Regions from separate parts of the Mus musculus genome. Here region 1 is linked to region 2. Evidence: chromatin contacts called from public HiChIP or PLAC-seq data. All regions are on one chromosome and are shown on one strand. Each heading gives the region's core, a stretch centred on a gene start, on an enhancer-like site or on the middle of the called end of the contact. The rest is flanking DNA. Distances are from core to core; before and after follow the strand shown.

Region 1 (4,718 bases), core at 1,069-3,568, 140 kb before region 2:
TACACACACACACACACACACACACACACTCACACTCACACACACTCACACTCACACTCACTACTTGCATGTCGGCTACTGGTCCCCAGCCTTCTTCTCCTACAAAGCTGGTCAGAGGGACCAGATAGGAGAGAAGTTGTCACTGTTTATGCCATTTTTCATCTATTTTGTTTTGTCTGTACTGCCTCTGTAATGCTAGACAAATATTCTACCACTTAGCTAAGTTACCTGTCCTCATCTATCTGTTGGGTTTTGTTTAAGGGAGAGGTATGTGTTGTCTTTGTCTTTGTTTTGTGTGTTTTGTTTTGAGATGAAACCTCAAGAATCCCAGGATGGTCTGGAACTCACTATGTAGCAGAGGACGATCTTAAACTTCTGATCCTCCTGCCTCCGTCTCCAGAATGCTAGGATGTGCAGGCTTGTACCACCATACCCAGCGTATAGAATTGGTGCTGGAGATGGACTCGAGGGCTTTGTAAATGCTAAACAAGCAAACTAGGCTACATCCCTAGCCCTTCGTCTACTTTTAAGAACAGACTCTTAAGAACACTAATAGGAATGGACTATAGCCCAGTAGTACAGCACGTTACCCAGCAAGCATGAGGCCTTTAGTGGAATACCCAGTAACACACACACACTCACTACAGGACAACAACAACAGCAGCAGCTATTCCTGGACCACGCTAGAACTTTGAGCTAGCCAACACTTTTCTGAAAAAAAAGCAAAGGCTGGGGTGTAACCCTTTTGAATGTTCTGAGCTGTTCCTTCTCCTTCAGGGATGGCTTCCAAGGAAACAAGCCAACAGGCCCTATGTTCATAGCATCAGTACAATGTTTGCTCTCAAAGGGAAAAAAAAAAAAGCGGAACAAAGGAGGAAAAAAATACTATTGTGACTTAAATGTTAAAACACAGCCAATAATGACATGAGTTATAGTCCACAGGTACGAGGAAGTGTGGTGGTGGAGGCTGAAGGTTGTTGTTACAAGGTCATGTGAGGATGGGAATTTCTTTTAACAGCAAATACCACAAAATGGAATGCAACTAACTACCATGGTCACTCAAAACACGAGAAGGCTAAGCCTTACGGGTTAGTACACAAATAAATATGCAATGGCCCAGGAAAGAATTTTTACAATGCTCAGGAAAAACAGAGGGCCAAGGTCTCCAGTACATTGTATACATTAACAGGAAAAAGACCCACCATGATACATAAGGACATATAGCCTTACTTTCACTAATTTCCAGAAAGGGTCTCATTAATTTGCCTGGGCTGACACGGAAGTCACCTTGTAATTCAAGCAGATCTCATACTTGTGAACCTCCTGCCTCAGCCTCCCCGATCTCTGGGAGATACTGACTTGGATTTGAACAAATGGATTGTTGTTGTTTTTGTTTTGTTTGTTGTTGTTTACCACAGTGTCGTGTCGCAGTGACTGGCCTCTACCTCCTAAGCCTCCTGTTTCAGCCTGCGATTACAGGTATGCACCACCACACCCAGCTAGAAATGGGAATTTTTATTCACTTACATTCAGAAAAGGCTAGCTATATACTTCTTGAAAATAATCAGCCTTTATATTAAAGGTTAAAATTTATGTAATTTTGACTCATGCACAAGGATACATATTAGATAAAAGGGAACTCTAGGCATGGTCCATATCACAGTTCTGAAGCCTGGAAAAGATTTGTGAGATTCTATGTATCTGTGTGGATGGCAAAAATACCAGCAGAATAAAGATTATAATCTATGTAGACTTAAGTATGTGATCTATTTTACAAGCAGGTGGAAGGACATGGCTACAGGCTGGTCCAATAGAACAGCATCTACGAGCCGGGCGTAGTGACGCACGCCAGCACTTGGGAGGCAGAGGCAGGCGGATTTCTGAGTTCGAGGCCAGCCTGGTCTACAAACTGAGTTCCAGGACAGCCTGTCTCGAAAAACCAAAAAAAAAAAAAAAAAAAAAAAAAAGAACAGCATCTTCATGAACACATCTGTGTGGTTTGTTTGACTACAGAGCATGTGTGATTTTTATAATCAGAAAACTTTGTGCTGCAACTAGAAGCTTTATGAGTGAGGGGGAGGTCATAGTGACATCTGAGGACAGGATGTAAGTAGAGCCTTCCATATTGTCTAACTGTTAATTACTTCTTAAATAACATGATTTAAAAAAAAAAAAAAAAAAAAAAAGACGCTTCGTATTTAAACACAGCTTTGAAAAACTGGAAGGGACCCAACCACCCTCATTTGGTCTCCTGATCTCAGCTCCCTGGTATGCAAGGTTTAACTTCTCTGAGCAAAATCCTCTCACATCCAGAAAAGCAGCTCCAACAGGCTTCCAGCTTGCTCAAGACTCATGTGCCTTGAATATAATAGGTGTTTAGTAAGTGCTGGAGGGGTCATTTGTGGGAGTGTGACTGTTGTATTGACCTAGTAATTAACTAGCAAATTTCAAAAGGTAAATATCTCTCAAGCAGGCAACTTCTGGTGGGGAAACTCACGCTGCTGAGTCATATGCATGTATCTGCTCACAAAGCATGATCAGGAATGTTCCCACGGGCCCCCAACAGCCCCATCCCCTCCCCAGTGCTGATTAACCAGCTGAAAGACTGATAATGACCCTGACAGTCACCAAGAGGGAACAGGGTGAGACCGTGGCTTCTTAGCTTTTCCACAGATAAAAAGGAAAGCTCGGTAAGAAATGTGACTTCCTTGTTCTTTCAAATTCCACAGACTACAGAGAAGGATATTGCCTCTTACGGTTAAGTGAAGGATACAAGATACAAAATATTTACAGCATGAAAAATATAGAGAGAAAATGTGCACACATAAACACAAACTGTGCATGTGTGCTCTCTCTCTCTTTCTCATCATCATCACTCACTCACTCACTTCAGAGGGAGTGGGCAGGGAAGAACACTGAAACCTGACTTTTTCCCTTCATATTCTTATTACTTTTTTTTTTTTTCTTAAAGAAACAGCACTATTCAGACTTAATAGGCCTTGACCAATTCTGAAATTCCCTCACAGGACTGACTATAAAAGGAAGTCAGGGGACCTGAGGGTACAGCTCAGTGGTGTGCTGTGTGTGAGGCCCTGTGCTGTGCTTAGCATACACAAAAGGGTTTGGTCCCCAACAACAGATGTAGTAGAACCTACCTGTAATCCTAACACTTGGGGGTGAAGGCAGTTAGTTCAAGGTCATCCTTGCCTACATTGGGAGTTTGAGAGCAGCCTGGGCTAGAGGCTCTGTTTAAAAAAAAAAAGGAGGTGGGGGGGGGGGACCTGTAGTTAAATTTTTCAAGTTGTTTTCTAAAAGCCAGCAGAAAATCTACCTAGCCAAAAAAGGAAAACCTGTGTTGGTCATTAAAAGCTGTTTGAAGACTAAAAGGCAGCTGTAAAGTGGGATATCCCAGCTCAGGCTCGCTCGAGAGGTTCTGAGCCACAGATGAGACAGGGGATGAGAAGAGGGGAAAGTGTACAAGCTTGATTTAAGCACGAGGAGGACTGGGGCTGAGGTCCATCTCAGAGTGCACTTGGGTTCCATCCGCAGCACAGCACACCCATTTGTTCCAATACAGATCAAAGGCCCTGATCGCTCTGGACAAGTGTTTCTTCCTCCCTGGCCTGGGATTTCCAGGCCCTTTCTATTAGGCTTCATGCATCTGTGAAAAACTTGAAGCAGGACTTCAATGAGATTTCTACTGGCCCTGTAACTCCTCTGAGCTAAAATGCAGTAATACAGAGCTGGGAATGGAGCTGAGTTGGCAGAGTATTCATCTCATGCTTGTGAAGCCAATTCCCATCCCCCACTCTGAAGACCCTGAGCCACTAGTGCTCCCCTATAGTCCCAGCACTCAGAGGCAGATGCAGGAAGTGAGGGGTTCAAGAGCATCCTCTGCTACACATCAAGTTCCAAGCTGGTTTGGACCGCACTCTGTCTCAAAAAATATGTAAGAGCTAAATATGGCTCAGCAGTAAAAGCCCAGGCTGCTCTGGCAGAGGACTCACATTAACAATTCCAAGAACCACATGGCAGCTCACAATCACTTGTAACCACAGTTCCAGAGGAGCCAGTGTCCTCTCTTGCCTCTGCAGGCACCAGACAAGCATGCAATGCAGACTCATACACATAAAATGAAAATCTGTATATATGTATGTGTGTGTATGTGTGTGTGTGTGTGTGTGTGTGTGTGTGTGTGTGTACATTGTACTCTATGCTACTCCAACCACATCACGGTCCTCAGGACCCTGGCATGGGTTTTCCCTCTTTCTGGGACAGAGCCAGTTCAACCACCAAAATAGTGGGACAAATGTCACTTCTTGTTAAGGTGGTTTATACCCACCCTAGTTCCTCCTGGTTTAGGTCTCTGTGTGCTTTACTGTGATTTGGAATTGTTTGGGGGCATCCCTAGCACAAAGCCCATGAGTTCATGGACCCAGCCTGTCTTGTTCAAGACTACATCCCCAGTATCCAGAGCAAAGCTAGAACACCTACCAGATACTCAATAATTTAAAAAAAAAAAAAAAAAAAAAAAAGTGTGAGTGTTCATTGTGAAGAAACAAGGGGACAAAGCCACACCCTTGAGCTGGAGAGATGGCTCAGAAGTTAAAAAGCACTGACTGTTCTTCCAAAGGTCCTGAGTTCAATTCCCAGCAACCACCCAGAAGGCCAAGGAAACTGAGCTTCTCAGAAAATAAAACTCAGGAAAAGAGCAGGGA
Region 2 (4,863 bases), core at 2,306-4,805:
CAAGATGATCTTCTTGCAAAGGAACACATCTAAACTCCTCAAGATTGTAGTTGCTTGGCTCAGAATACACTCACTCCCAACAGTCTCCTTCCAGACTGGCCTTAAACTTGAGATTCCCTGCCTTTAGAATACTGGGTGATGTGTTTATAAAAAGATAAAGGGATATAAGATATGTTCTATGGGGGTGTGATGAGGTGTGGGGAAGGGGAGGTCTCAGCATCCCTTCACGCTGAGGGACCAGCCACGGGATGGTAGAGCATGGAACAGAGTTTATTTAGGACATGGGGAGGGGAGTTAAGAGAGTAGTAGAGGCAGAGAAAGGCAGAGAGGGAGAGAGTAGAGAAGTAGAGGCCGGCTGTGGCCATGAGCACGTGGAGAGAGGGGGAAGGGAAAGAGGAAGGGGAAGGGAAGAGCCCAAGAGGGCAAGAGAAAAGCAAGCAGGAAGCAAGAGTAAGTATAGTGGGTCAGGCCTACCTGGCTGTTGCCAAGTAACTGTGGGGTGGAGTTTAGACAGAATGCTAACACTGGGCCTATAGGTTTATACAAGCATGTGCAGGCAAGCTAGACACAAACAAGTTTTATTGGACATTATAATATAAACAAGGGCCAGATAGTAAGCATCCTACACTTTGAGGACCATCTGTTTTTGTTAAAGCTGCTTTCTATTACAGTGGGAGAGCTCACAAGTAAATTGAGGCAGCCCTGCTTTAATAAAATTTTATTTACAAAGGCAACCAGTGGACCAGATTTGTTAACCTCTGATAAAAGGCTTGTGAGATAAAAGGTGAGCGCTAAGTCTTTATGTACCGAAGTAGGAATTCGTATATCAGACCTAAATTTGATGTCTTAAAATATCTGGTTATACACAAGGCATATATACTATGTTGTCTAGGATATGTAAATCTATTATTGTCTTAGTTTACTCTCTATTGCTTGAGATAGTAATTTATCATTAAAATAAAATTTTAAACTGTGTATGCATGTGTGACTTTGGGTTTAAGCATAACACACAGGTCCAATGGACATGGTGGAACATGTCTATGACTCCAGCACCAAGAAGATAATCAGTACCAGCATGGGTTACATAGTAAGAATCTGTTTCAAAACTACAAAACACTGTGTGTGTGTGTGTGTGTGTGTGTGTGTAACTTTGTTTTTGGAGTCAAAGGCTTTGGGAAATTCATACCAGACACATTCCTCACTGAGCTGAAGCAGCCCCATGTCAAGGGCTATGGTTGAGCAGTACAGACAAGGCTGTATTTTAGCTGCTTGGTACCCTGGTACAGTACACAGCAAGCGCCACAGTGTGAGGTCAGTATTGGCTGGTGAGGACTGTACCTGATGACACACAGGAAGAGTTTTAACTGCTCAAACCTTGAGAAAGGGAGAGATGACAATGGCCCAGACCATGCTAGGACCTGTGGCATACTGAAGGTGGAAGCGTGTCTCCACGTTCAGCTCACTCTGCTCCTTTCTTGTAGGTGACCTGCTTTTGGAGAGCTTCAACAGCTACACATTTTTATCCAATGGCTTTGTGCCCATCCCAGCTGCACAAGATGATGAGATGTTCCAGGAGACACTGGAAGCCATGTCTATCATGGGCTTCAATGAAGAGGAACAGCTAGGTGAGTTTCATACCTTGTATCTAGTAAGCTGGACTTGTGATGCTGGGGGATTCCTTACTGGCCCTCATCTCGTCAGGATGCATGGCTACTCTCTGGGTTTCCTACCTCCTGAAAGGAGGCAGAGAGGGAGAGAAGAAAGACCAAGAGAAGGAAAAGTGAATCCGTCCACATGTGACTTATTAGGCACATGACTCTTTTGGTTGCAACTGACCCAAATTGGCTTAAGAAAAAAAAAAAAAGTGATTCGCTCTGTGTTAGTTATCTCTGTTACCCTGGTGACACTGGACAGGAACAACTTAAGGAAAGGAGGATTTATCTTGGCTCATGGTCTCTAGGGTCTCATTCCATCATGGAGGGAAGGCATGGTAGAACTGTTCAGACCATGGCAGCAGGAATATATAGCAGAGCTCCTTAAATCACAGCAGGCAGGAAACAGAGTGGGAAGGAACTGCCCCTACAAACCTATTTCCACAGGCCAGGCCCTACCTAAAGGCTTTCAAAATAGCATCATTAGCTGGGGACCAAGAGCTGGGACGATAAGCTTATGGAGGATAGCCCAAAATCAAACCAATCAGTCCAGCATTGGAAGACTCAGACATGCTGGCTGCAGGTTCTAGGTTCTCGGGACTTAGAATTTCTCTTAAAAGCTGGTTTCTGGTCCTCCGTTGTTCAACACCACAGTACCTATTAGGCTGTAGTTTTCTTGACAACAAATGCAGTTTGTTACAGCCTTCGGGTTTGTAGCCACAGTGTAGATGGGGCTCGCTATTATTGCCCTGAATAGTGGTATCTCACTAGCTTGTGTTGGTGGGCTTAGGTGAGTGTGTGCGTTCCATGGTTACCTATGATGTTAGGAACACAGGACAGAGAGGTATAGGTGCTAAGAGCAGGCTCTTAGGGCTGAACACAGACACATCAGACCTGAATAAGGTGATGCAGGGTCTGCAAGGCTCTTCCCGGGAACTCAGCTGTGTTGACGAACTGATACTTGATGATAATCATTCCACAGTTGGCTCTGGAGCCCATTCACCCCCTGCTGGCTTCAGTGCTGTGGCTCCAGAGACACTTCCTTCTGGCTCAGACCAACTCCAGCATTCAGAATTAACTAGGGCAGGACTATGGTAAACTGGCCTCCCTTTCCACACCCTCTGGGGTCCCAGAAATATCCAGTTGCTACAGTGAGGACTATAGGATAGGCTGGTCCGTATAGAATAAATAGCCTATGGTCCAGAAAAAGAAAGTTCTAGGAGCTACATAGCAAGCTCAAGCAGACAGGCGTATAGACTAAGACCGTGTCTCAGAGACAAAATTAAACAAGCAAACCACTCATGGAGGCATACACCTTTAATCTCAGGACCACACAAGCAGAGTCAGAAGATTCTCTGTGAGTTCCAGGCCAGCCAGGGCTACACAGAGAAAATTTGTCTGAAAAACAAAACCAAAATAACAACAACAATGCAAACAAATGAAAACAGAAGAAAGCCAGGTGGTGGTAATGCACGCCTTTGATCCCAGCACTTGGGAGGCAATGGCAGGCAGATCTCTGAGTGTGAGGCTAGTGTGGTCTACAAAGAAAGTTCCAAGATAGCTAGGGATGTACATAAAAAACCCTGTTTCAAAAACAAAAATAGAAAAAGAAAATATCAAGGAAGACTTAAATCAGTGATGGAACATATAGGAACCAAATGGAGCAAGGGTTATCCCGATTGCCTTCTGTGGTGGTACATGCCTGTAAACAGCACCTGGAAGGGTGAGGCAGGAGGATTGATCTTAAGGTCAGCCTGAGCTAAGCAATGAGATCTGTCTGAACGTAGGGAAATACGCCAACAATCAATGCCCACAAGATAAACCAACATTTCCAGCTGCAGAGGTGGGCACTGCTGCCATCTACTGGTGAGTGATGGGGGTGCTGCTAAACATCTGTGGATGTACTGGACTGCTTTCTGCCCAAGAATTTCTACTGAATCAGCAAGGCTGAGCTGGCGTTAGACGGCGCACCCTCCCTCTGCAGGCACTTTGGCAATACCTAGCTTAGAGTTGTACTTTTGAGCACCTCTAGGCCAGCATATCCTAGTTCACAAAGTTCCTTTTGTGGGTGTTAGTAGGAAAGAGAACACCCTTGGCAGTGCCTTGTCTGTAACAGCTTCACAGTGAAGAGGAGTGGGGGTGGGAGTGGGTTGGTACATTAGCAACTGAATCTTTCTCCTCTTGACTATGTCTGGGCTTGTGGTATGAGGTCATCTGCTGTGAAGGAGACAAAACCCATGGTTTGGCCTGGGGACCAAAGGAAGATGGAGTTTCTAGGCTTTGTTACTAGGACATGATAACTTCTTGGTGACTGACTCCACAGTTCAAGTAGGTCTATTGGCAATCATCAAACACACCCTCTGCTCCTCCAGATATTCTTTACCTACCCATCTCTATCCATCCTCTATTTATCCACCCATTTACTCTATCCATTCATCTTTAATCCATCCATTTATGCATCTTTCATTCATTCATTTATCCATCTCTGCTCAGGTATCCATCCTCCATCCATTTATCCATCTATGCATCCATCCTCCATCCTCCTCCATCACTCCTACATCCACCCACCATCCATCCTCCATCCATTCATTCTTTCATGTATAATAGTCAGTGAGCTATATTTGGCCCATGACTGGAGCTTACAAGTCCCTGCTGCATAAAGAAATCCCATGTGATACAAGGTTTTCCAGCAACTTCCTGGCAATACTCATTTCCCACATTCGAGCATCTTCTTCTGTAAGTCAGGGAGTCAGACAATCTTGTCCAGACATGAGAACTCAGAACTCGGTCTACAGAGGGATGCCGCTGCTTGACTCTTAGTGTCCAGTGATGATTAGATTGATGGCTTTCAAAATACTTTGGCTGCTACTGACTAACCAATCCACTCTTCTCTCCCTACTTCAGCCATCTTGAAGGTAGTATCATCTGTCCTTCAGCTTGGAAACATTGTCTTCAAGAAGGAGCGAAACACAGACCAGGCATCCATGCCTGATAACACAGGTACTTGTCACTTTTCCCAGTGATGATAGCTTCTGGAATAAAGAAGCAGGTCACACTCAGGCACTGGTGGTATAGATGTCCTCCTTATCTATGGCTACACATGGCAGTCAGCTGTGGTCTAAAAGTACAAGTCAACACAAGGAGAGAGTATGACAGAGAACAGCCACCTTTGTGTGACTTTTATTATAATACACTGTTACAATTATGTCAT

What was found. HiChIP or PLAC-seq counts read pairs in DNA pulled down with a chosen protein or histone mark.
Region 1: a FOXA1 HiChIP or PLAC-seq map of pancreatic cancer cells shows a contact between it and region 2. The contact joins two enhancer-like sites. A contact is called at or near these places in 16 of 39 promoter capture datasets (the 3T3-L1 cell line, 3T3-L1-derived adipocytes, the HPC-7 cell line and 10 more), 2 of 484 Hi-C or Micro-C datasets (Th1 cells and cerebral cortex), 5 of 115 datasets of contacts at active chromatin or transcription factors (the HPC-7 cell line, SST interneurons, bone marrow-derived dendritic cells and 2 more) and 1 of 9 other capture datasets (embryonic stem cells).

The regions. Positions count from the first base shown.
Region 1 is chr16:14,370,776-14,375,493 of GRCm38.p6, reverse strand. The region is part of intron 1 of Abcc1 (ATP-binding cassette, sub-family C (CFTR/MRP), member 1); the gene reads right to left. Among named protein-coding and RNA genes, the nearest start is that of Abcc1, 12 kb to the right of the region's middle. Within about 2 kb of position 2,318, at least 112 of the 459 cell types and tissues checked have an H3K27ac peak or open chromatin away from gene starts, as enhancers often do. A contact at or near this core is called in pancreatic cancer cells, where this site is marked.
Region 2 is chr16:14,236,158-14,241,020 of GRCm38.p6, reverse strand. It overlaps Myh11 (myosin, heavy polypeptide 11, smooth muscle), which reads left to right. Exons shown (of 41, transcript NM_001161775.1): 9 at 1,482-1,625; 10 at 4,557-4,652. Among named protein-coding and RNA genes, the nearest start is that of Myh11, 53 kb to the left of the region's middle. Within about 2 kb of position 3,555, at least 10 of the 459 cell types and tissues checked have an H3K27ac peak or open chromatin away from gene starts, as enhancers often do. A contact at or near this core is called in pancreatic cancer cells, where this site is marked.